Linked DNA regions of Gossypium hirsutum: region 1 is linked to region 2. A link is a contact called in public Hi-C data. All regions are on one chromosome and are shown on one strand. The core of a region is the stretch at or near the end of the contact, and the rest is flanking DNA. Distances in the headings are between cores, read along the strand shown. Region 1 has its middle 20 kb from the start of LOC121212612. Region 2 holds the start of LOC107942046.

Region 1 (5,128 bases), core at 698-3,197, 36 kb after region 2:
GTTCGATGGTCATACAGAGACTAAACTGAATAATTCACAAAATTCTGGGAAAAATTGTAAAATAGGGGACACACGGTTGTTTGTCCAGGTTGTGTGAGATGCTATAGGCCATATGGAGGGTTTACACAATCGTGTGGCCAGGCCGTGTAACAGAATGTGGTCGTGTGGCCAATTGCAAAATTAAGCTATAGGAGGGACACGATCTATGGCAGGCCATGTGAGATTTGAACTAGCTTAGAGTATCCAGGGCACATGGTCGTGTGGTCCACCCGCCCATGTGGGAAACCATGTGGTCCTAATCCTAGACACAGTTTGCCCCGTTTCACTTGTAAAAGAACGCACTCCTTTCACCGAGAGTCCAATCGACATTCCTTGCGATCAAATCAAATCTAATTCACCTAAATTAGGTCCTTCAAGGACAAATTTGCCTGAATTAACATTGGGTATCAAGATTCAATAAGATTTACGAAAGATTTTGGCAAGAACATTAAATATTGTTTAATCAAATATATGATTAGTACTGTATAGTATTTCTACAAAAAATTGAGATTAATCATCCGGATTGAGATGTACTTGCCGATTCTTGGCAAAGATTAAGGATATTATTTGACGATATCGCAAGAAATCAGGAAGCGAAGTTAATTTGATACGAGAAAGAAAATACTCAATAGTAAAAGGTGGAAAATATGATGTAAATGATAGGAAAGAAAAGAAAGATGAGAAGAAATAGGGAGAGGAAAGAAAAGTTCTAATGGGATTTGAAAAGAAACATAATTCAAGTCTAATTGGGTAATATTGGACTAAATACCTAGGGTTTGGGAAACCCTAAGGGTGGCATAGCAATTTTCCCCTAACTGTTGAAAATAAAAAGTAGGAAAGCATGCTCTTAACAATTAGGCCTAAGGCTTATTTCTTGTTAAATTTTTACTTCTCATAATATTTGTTTTACTGTAGTTTTCATCCTAATTTATTGAAAATAAAAGAATAAGAAATAGGAGGGGAGTGACTAAACCTCTAAAATATGACAATGGTACGTAACCATCAAACTTATTTAATTTTAAAGTTATTTATTTCAATTAACCCATTATATTTTGGGGTGTAACAATATTAATATATACAACATTTAAATCGATATGATAGAGATATTAGACCGTTTCGAAAATTTACACACATGATAAGTACAATTATATTAATAATTCCAATGACTAAATCATTAAAATATTAATCATACAAAAATATATGAAAAAGTGTAAAATTACTTTAATTTTATATAGGTATAAGTGAATCTTTCTTGTAATAAAATATAACAAATATATATTGTTATTTTCTTAAATATAAGGTAGCATAATTTTAATATTCATATTATATTGTATTTTTATGTCATGATATAAATTATATAATTATGATCGAGGGGTGCATTGGTAAGAAAATAGGCTAGTAGAAAAAAAATAATTATACAAGATTTGAAATTTTTGTTTTCATTTTTGGCAACATGAAAAAAAAACAAACAACTCAATTTTGTCGTTTTTATAGTGTTGTAGATATTTTTGTGATGTAAACAAGTAGGCAAAGTCAGCTGGAAAACCAAGTTGTCAGTATCATTACCTAATATAAAAATAATTGGTTTTATTTTTGATACACTTAATTTCATTTAAATGGACTGATTTTGTTTTCATTATTTTCCTTTATTATTTTAACATTGATAATTGAAATAAATTATTCTGTTTCAAATATTTTAACTCAAATGTTAAGATAAATAAATGATAATATTTGTTGATTTGTCATTTAAGTAAACTATCCAAGTCTCATTTAACGAAGTTATTTATGCAAGTGCACCTTTTTATATAATATACTAATTTTTTTTTTATTTGGTAATGTACAGTGTACATACCAATTTTATCTAGGCCCATTTTAGCCTAAACCTAATCCACCTAAATTAAACCCACCAGCCCAAAATTAAACCTACCCAACAGCCCAAAACCCAACCTATCTTAACCCAATTACACCAGCTCAATACCCACTAAACTAAACCCAACTGTAAGCCCAAACAGAAAACAAAAAATCAGATTTTTCAAACTCTAGGTGCGCCGCACCTAAGGCCTTCTGAACACCTGCCCACTGCCACCATCACCCACCGCCACCTGCTCCACCGCCCTGGTCACTGCCGCCGACTTGCACCTGCAAAACCAGAGAAGAAATGACAGCAGGGATAATTACATTGAATCAGGGCTATAAAAGCCCTAAATTTGTAAATTTCGGGACCTTTTTTCCCCTTGAAATAAAAGATAGGCTTTCAAACAAAGAGAAACCGAGTAGAAATACAATCAAAAGAACTAAAACCCCAACAAAAAACACTTAATCGCAGCAAACAACACCAAAAGAGAGTTCAAAGGTTTTTGATAAAAGGTTTATTTATTTTCATTTATTTTTATTTATTTTATTTCCTTTTGAACCTATTTAATCATTTATTTTCTTACCCAAATACATATATATATATATTAAAAATACAAAAAAATAGTGGCTGACAACAGCCCACTCGCCGAATTCTAGCTCCGACCAGAGGGCGAGAGAGAGGGAGTGAGAGAGCTGCTAAGATTTTTTTTTTTTTTAGAAAATGATAGCAGAAGTGGTTTTTTCTCTCAAAAATTTGGCTTTTATAGCCTTATAAAACGGCACCGTTTCAAGGTGCCCTGAAGAGCCCCAAAACGACGTCGTTTTGGGGCTGACCCGCAAACCCGACCCGCCTGTGCCTAGGATCCGTGTGTTTTTAGACTGAGGGTCTATTTGCGCCCTCAGTCCTTCCGCTTTTGAGGCTGGCTTCAATATGGTCCTATTTCGCTTCTTTAATGTTTTTAAATTTGGCCACTCCTTTTGTTTTTGTCGCAATTTGGTCCCCAGACCATTCGAATGGCCAAACACCTAAACGGCGCCGTTTATGGGGTAGGGATTAATTTCCTATTTGGTCCCCATATCTCTGTACGCGATTCATTTTAGCCCTTCATTCCTCATTTCTCTATTTTTATTTTAAAAATCTATACTTAAACCTTTTTTTTTTCATAATTTAGTCCATTGTTGTTAGTATTACGATTATTATCATTGTTTTGCATTCCTATTTATATTTATCTATTTAGGTATTTGGCTAGTATTATTTTTTAACTCTTTGATATAAAATTATCTCCATTTTTCTCTTTTATGGTCTTACTCTTTTACATTTTTTATATATTCTCGTTTCCTTTTTATGGTTTGTATGTTTCCTTATTTATTATTATTTATTCATTGATATATTTATTCCCCTTTTATTTCACCGTTTTCATTATACTATTTTTGGTACTCTTATTGTAATTAATTCTTATCATTTATTTTTATTATTACTATTGCCATTATTATTATTATTATTATATTTTCTTTTTTATTACTATTACTATATTATTTTTATTTTTACTACTATTATTATTATCAATATTATTATTACTATCGTTTTCGTTATCATTGTATTTTTTATTTTGTCATGTTATATATATATATATATATTCTATATATTCATGTATTTGCTTATTTCATTTTCTTTATGTATTTGTTTTATATTTTATTACTAGCCTTCTCTTATTTCATATTTTCATAATTGCTCATATTATTGTTATCGACACTGTCGCACATATTATTATGTTATTATATGTATTAGTGTCATAATTTGCTTTTATATTTCACTATAAATCACGTCATATTTTTACTCGATACATTAAAATGTTGTTTTAAATAAGCAATATTTCGTATTTTGAGATTCGAGAAAATCGTGCCCTAACTTACTGGATTTTGATTTTTCTCGTTTAATCTAAAATAATAGAATATTCTTTTAAAATTGTAATACGGATTTTAAATAAAATGCTTACTCTCGGAAACACGAGGTGTTGTGTCCTAACTTACTGGATATGACATCTTGTTACCTCGAGATAAGAATTATTTTCAAATAAAGGCAATATTCAGTATTTGAAAATTCGAGAAAACGTGCCCTAACTTACTGAGTTTCGATTTTTCTCGTTTATTCTAAATAATCGAACACCTTTTAATAGGTTAAAATACACAAGTTTTAAATAAAAGGCAAGCTCGTTCTCGAAAATTCAAAATGTTGTATCCTAACTTACTGGATGTGACATTTTATTACTTCGAGATGAGAAGGTCTTTAACATTCGAGTGTTTTTGCAAAAAGAGAGATTGTATTTTAAAATCTTTCAAGTTTTTAATTTTTGACACTAAGACACTAATTAATCAACTAGGTACCAATTTTTTGGCGTATCGAGGGTGCTAATCCTTCTTCGCGCGTAACCGACTCCCGAACCCGTTTTTCTAAATTTCACGGACCAAAATCGTTATTTAAATAAATTAAAACATTTATTAAAAAAAACCAGTTTTACGAGGTGACCCGATCACACCTCATTAAAAAGAATTGGTGGCGACTCCTCTGTTCGTTTTCATTTTCAAAACCAAAGTCGATTCCCATCTTTCAAAAAAATGGTTTCGACATACAAGTTTAGTTAATTTAATTTGTTTTAATGGTTAAATGCCTCGGATGTTTGCTTTAGATATCTTGTGTTTAATTTTTTTTTGAAATTTTTTCATTAATTTTGAAATTATATATATCTTGGTTCGTAAGGGTTATTTTTAATTTTTTTAAAATTATTAATAAGAATGAATTTATTGATTCAGTGGTAAAACTTTAACTTACTTATGGTCTTTTGTTCAAATCTTGTTTTGTGCAAAAGTGGAATTATTTTTGCTTTGTCACTTGTTGCCGCCCAAGGTGTTCGAGTTTCAGTCAAACTCAGCTGCTAAGTAAATCTGATAGGTTGTAGGTTTTTCTCATCTTTTTTGTTGAATTTTTCTCTTTTGCCACCCCTCTTTGCTTCTATGTTACTGTTTCCCTTGATTTTTCTTCTCTTGTTCTGTTGTTTTCTGTTTTGCCGCCTCTTTGCCAATTGATTCGTTTCGGCTGTGCGTGGTAAGTATCTCGGAGTAGGATTTGTAAGTTTATCGTGGGTAAATTCTTCGAATGTTATTTTGGGTACTAATAATGTGATCGAAGAACGTTGTCTTGTTGGGGTTAATTGATCTTTTATAATTTTGGTTAAGT
Region 2 (5,237 bases), core at 10-2,509:
ATGAAATTAATAGTATATAAAAAATAAGTAAATATATAAATTACACATGTAACGAATCTTTAAAAAAAAATCTAATCATGCACACAAAAAGGTAAAAAAAAAACTATATTTACAAAATACTTAAATTTAGTGATGTATTTTTATAAAACTATATTTTTAAAGGGAAATTTAAAACACATAATATATAACGTAATTTTACATGTAACAAATTGATTTGAATTGATAGAACATATAAATAATACATACATAAGGATAATATGAGAGTGTATACAATAAATAAATTGTATGATTTAAAATATAATATTTTAAAAGAAATGTATTATACCCATAAGTAATTTTAAAAAAATGTATATACATAAGAAACATATTAAAATGAAATCAATAACATGGACTATGGTAAAAATAACTTAACATAGGTTATATACATGTGAAGATATTTTAGAAATAGTTGTTTATTTAAATTACATAGACTTAAAATATGAATTATAAAATGAATTTTACTTTATCATAAAATATACATGTAATAAATTTAAATAGCAATTAGATATAGATCTACTAAAAAAACTACATATAAAAATAACATAGTTTTAATACCGGGTGTAAGTTAAATATAAGTACTAAGTACATGCTTAATAATAACTTAAATGACACATAAAAATAAGTGAATTTCTCAACAAAAAGAATATAAACATTAAAATTAGTGAATGAATTCAAAAGAAATTATAAAATATCATAAATTAATGGCATATAAAAACTAAAATGAATTTTATTACAAATAATACACCAATTATTGAAATGATTGAATAAAAGAGAAAAGATTATAATAATGTTTTCTAAAACAAAATTCAATTATCGAAACAACTTGAAATATTATAGCCAACAATCAAACATGTAAAAGACAGTGTACATACAGTAAAAAAAATAAAATAAGGATAAAAACTTAATTAAAACAAAATTAAAACAAGAGGGACAATTTACAAATGAAATAATTGAAAAATAGGATCAAGGTGCCATGCGCACAAACATGCAGGGACTGGAATTGAAAATATCCCGCGCCCAAAACGCTACATTAAATCGAGGACCCAAGTGAAAAAAAAGCGCACAAATTCTCGAGCCAAATTTAAACAACATAAAGTAGGCAATCAAAACGCAATTGAGGGCTTTGCGCAAAAGGAAGGATCCAGTGCGCAATTTCCCCATTTTAAGCAAAACATGCGCATACCCGGCCTACTAAACGGGTTGACGCGCGGGCCTTCATTATTACAAATGGCACCGTTTTGTTAAAAGATTACTTAAAACCTTTCTTTCCCCATTTCCCTTTTCAAACGCAGTCCCATTTTTGACCGAAAATCACAGCCTTGAAATCAAATTTCTAGGGTTTATTTTTCTAGCAGCCGAGCCACCATTGTTTTGGTGATCAACAATATGCAAACAGTACCCATCCTCCCCGTTGAAGGCGCTCGACCATGCCTAGAGAAATTTAGTAAGTATTTTCTTCCTCCTTTTTTTTATTTTTTTTAAAAAAACTTCAAATCTCACATTATATTTTTTTTAAAAACGAAGATAGGTTCATAAAGCAAAGATTCAACACTATTTTTTCCCTCGCCTTTACCTCAGTATTTCTGAAGTATTCGGGCTTTCATTGGGATCGACTCACATACTAAAAAAATCCGAACCAAATGAAAAAAAATAAACTAAAAAAAAATTCATAAGAGAGGACAAGAGAAAACTTGAAATCACCTTTGTTAATCTTAAATTGCTTTTTATCTATTCTCTGTGCGTGTGTACAGATACAGTATGCGTAAATTTTTTGGAGTACATTCAACGGCTTTTATAGCCGGATTTACAGAATAAAGTAAAAAATAAAATTACATTTTTATTACTGTCATCTTCTGTGAATTTGGTTATCTCTCTTCTCGTGTGTTTTTTGCAGGAACGGCTGTACGGAGGAGCGATCCTGGTGACGTAGAGGCCGAGCGTGGGGATTTCTCGTGAGAAGCTGACCTTCTGGTGCCATTCTGGCTTATTCCAGAAGCTTCTGGCATTCTCAGGCTGCTGAGATTCTTTTTGGGTGTATTGGGCCTCGGGTTTGGGTTATTAGAATTAGGTTTTAGGATTTATTTAATTGGGTCAAATTTTATGTAACTGGGTTAAGTTTATATTAAGGGATTTTGGGTTTAAGTTATTTTTGGCCCAAATATTTGTAACCGGAAATTTGACTTCTGATTTTGGATTCTTTATTTGTGTGTTTTTTTTAATTTTTGTTTTTTTTTTGGTTTTTAATTTCTATTTTTTATTCTAATGGGCCTGGACGAAATGGGCCTATTACACTACTGTTTGATAGGTGCGCTTGCCTTAGTCGAATTTTTAGTTAGTTTCACGACCGTCAAGTTTTTGGCGCTGTTGTCGGGACTAAGATATTAGAAACGCTTGATTTTTATTATTTTAGCCATTTTTTATTTTTATTGCAATTTAATTTTCTTTTGTTTTTATTTTAATTACTAATTTTTCTTTTACCTTCTCCTGACAGGTTTTTGACAGTTTATGACTAGAAGAAACCCATTAGGACCTTTGCTTTTTGACAGTGAAATTGAGAGCACAGCTCGTAGAAACCAAAGAGGAATAAGGCGAAGCCTACAACACATAGAGGAAAAACGAGAGGGAGATATTCACACTAATATCGAGGAGATGGCTGAAAATCAAAATAATTCATTACCTCCTATGGTTGCTGCAAATCCAGTAGATCAGAATCCCGCTTCTTGTAATATGTATGATTACGCTAAACCTACTTTAACAGGAACTGAATTGAGTATAGTCAGACCTGCTGTTGCTGCAAATAATTTTGAACTGAAACCTAACACTATTCAAATGATATAACAGTTTGTTCAGTTTGATGGTTTGCAGGACAATGACCCAAATACTCATTTAGCAAATTTTCTAGAATTCTGCTACACCTTTAAGATCAATGGCATTTTTGATGATGGTATTCGCCTTCAGTTGTTTCCCTTTTCATTAAAGAATAAAGTTAAACTGTGGTTGAACTCATTACCACGAGGGTCAATCATTACTTGGGAACAAATGACCAAAAAATTTTTTACTTCAATATTTTCCGCCGGCTAAAACGGCTAAATTAAGGAATAATATCTCTTCTTTTGTACAGATGGATCTAGAAACTCTTTATGATGTATGGGAGAGATACAATGATTTATTGAGAAGGTGCCCTCACCATGGGTTACCTCTATGCCTGGAGGTTCAGACTTTTTACAACGGTGTGAACCCCTCAACAAGACAACTGATCGATGCAGCCACCGGTGGAACTTTAAACAACGAAACACCTGAAGAGGCTTACGAATTTATTGAAGAGATGCCACTGAATAACCATCAGTGGCAAGTCATGAGAATAAAGTCGACAAAAGCAACTAGTGTTTTCAACCTCGACGTGGCCACTGTGCTATCTAACCAGGTAGAACTTTTAAATAAAAAGATTGATAGTTTGTATGGTTCTACTCAGATACATCCAGTGATGAGGTTTGATTTAATATACCGAGATGATAAAGGCATTTAGGTTTTAACCGACTTACCCTATAAAAAGCCTACCCACATAATTGACCCTTAGTGAACCCCTTTGAGCCTTCACCATTGTTTCTTGATTTCCCCCTTAATGTTAGCCCGCATCTTAACCCTTTTTGATTCGTTAAGAATTTCTCCCTTTTTATTGACTCCCTTCTTTATCGAGATTTGATTTGATTAGTTACCTAACTATTTTCGTTCATTTCAGTTGTTGAATTATTCCTTATTATGCACTTTCCATTATTGTACTTGTTCTTGTTCTTAAAAAAATCGTATATTTATATTCATATTATAAAGAGCTTGGATAAGTTAAAGTTATTATAGTAAGAAAAAGCTCACTTGACTAGTTCCGGATGGTTTTAATTTTGGCACTTGTTTGTAATTCAGTAATGAGCTTTATTTTTCTAAGTTTGGTAATTTATTAAATTAAATCTCGATTCTAACTCTCTTTTTCAGCCTTTATCCACACCTTTAACCCAAGCCCCATTACAACCCTGTTAAAGACATTTTGATTCGTGTATCATCTCATTTATAGTGGTGGAGAACTGATTTTCATGCAAGCCTATGGTAATAACTTCTCATGTTTGACTATTGAGCGTCTAATTATTGAACCTTAAACAATTTGAGTGATTTGAGTGAATCTTTAGTGAGGATGTCAACCCTTATCGATTTGGAATTAAAGGTAATTACTTAGAAAAATGGGGATACCTATGATTTTATGACAAAAAAAGCTTAACCTGGATTGTTTGAAACTTTGATGTTCTTTTAGTTGAATTCTCAATGTGTGATTATCTGTGGATTACTTCGAAATATTATTGATGAGAATTATAAGTTAAGAAGAGTTAATTTTAATTCTGAGTTAAGAATTTTTCTTGAGGACAAGCAAATGCTTAAGTGTGGGGATATTTAAACCATAATATATACATATTTTTACCCCATGCTTGGCATATTTTTGGAAGGATTATCATAAGATTTAATGAATTTGATGCTCCTAATCCTTTAATTTCATGTTTATACTCAGGAGAGCTTAGGATAGCAAAAAGAGCAAGAAACGGGCCAAAAACGGACAAATTGGGCCTAATTCAGTGTTTCACACGGCTTAGGCACTTCTACACGGGCAATCCACACGTCCATGTGAGGTATACGGGCAGGCCACATACCTATGTGTCATGGCCATGTCGACATTAAACCAACTCAGAATTGCACACGGCCTGAGCATCTTCATACGGGCGTGGCACACGACCGTGTCCCTGTCGAGCCAAAGTCTAATTCTATTCGGAAAAGGTTAATTTTGGGATAATTTGGGCATTCCAAAGTCTATATGAACACCCTAGAAGAGGATCAAAAGGGGGGATGGAGAGTAGAAAGCAGAAAATACTCAAGGACAACCATCGGAATCAGCTTAGAAGCAGGATCTCTTTCAAGACTGAAGTTCTCCATTCAATTTCCTTAGAAGTTCCTTGGGCTCTTTATGTTTTGTTGTTTTCCTAATTTTGAGATGTTTTCCTCTATTGTTATGAACTAAACTCCCTAAATATCTAAGGGAGATGAAACCTAAGACGGATTTTATTATTATTTGAATTATATGATAAATACTTGTTCTTATTCTTAATTGTAAGTTTTAATTCTCGCTTTAATAATCCAGGATATTAATTCAAGTTTTGATG

What was found. A called contact is a pair of places that touch in the nucleus more often than the background predicts.
Region 1: a Hi-C map of leaf shows a contact between it and region 2, with 1.8 times the contacts expected there. The contact joins the enhancer-like site here to the promoter of LOC107942046 in region 2. A contact is called at or near these places in 6 of 34 Hi-C or Micro-C datasets (anther, callus, hypocotyl and 1 more).

Annotation. Positions count from the first base shown.
Region 1 is chrA13:108,573,499-108,578,626 of Gossypium_hirsutum_v2.1, forward strand. No RefSeq gene overlaps it. Among protein-coding and RNA genes, the nearest start is that of LOC121212612, 20 kb to the right of the region's middle. Within about 2 kb of position 1,948, at least 1 of the 9 cell types and tissues checked has an H3K27ac peak or open chromatin away from gene starts, as enhancers often do. A contact at or near this core is called in leaf, where this site is marked.
Region 2 is chrA13:108,537,951-108,543,187 of Gossypium_hirsutum_v2.1, forward strand. It overlaps LOC107942046, which reads left to right and starts at 1,260. Exons shown (of 4, transcript XM_041085722.1): 1 at 1,260-2,344; 2 at 2,531-2,983; 3 at 3,161-3,463; 4 at 4,592-5,228. The coding sequence starts at 2,966. The coding sequence ends at 4,606. It overlaps LOC121212949 (small nucleolar RNA R71), which reads right to left and starts at 3,234; the gene lies at 3,128-3,234.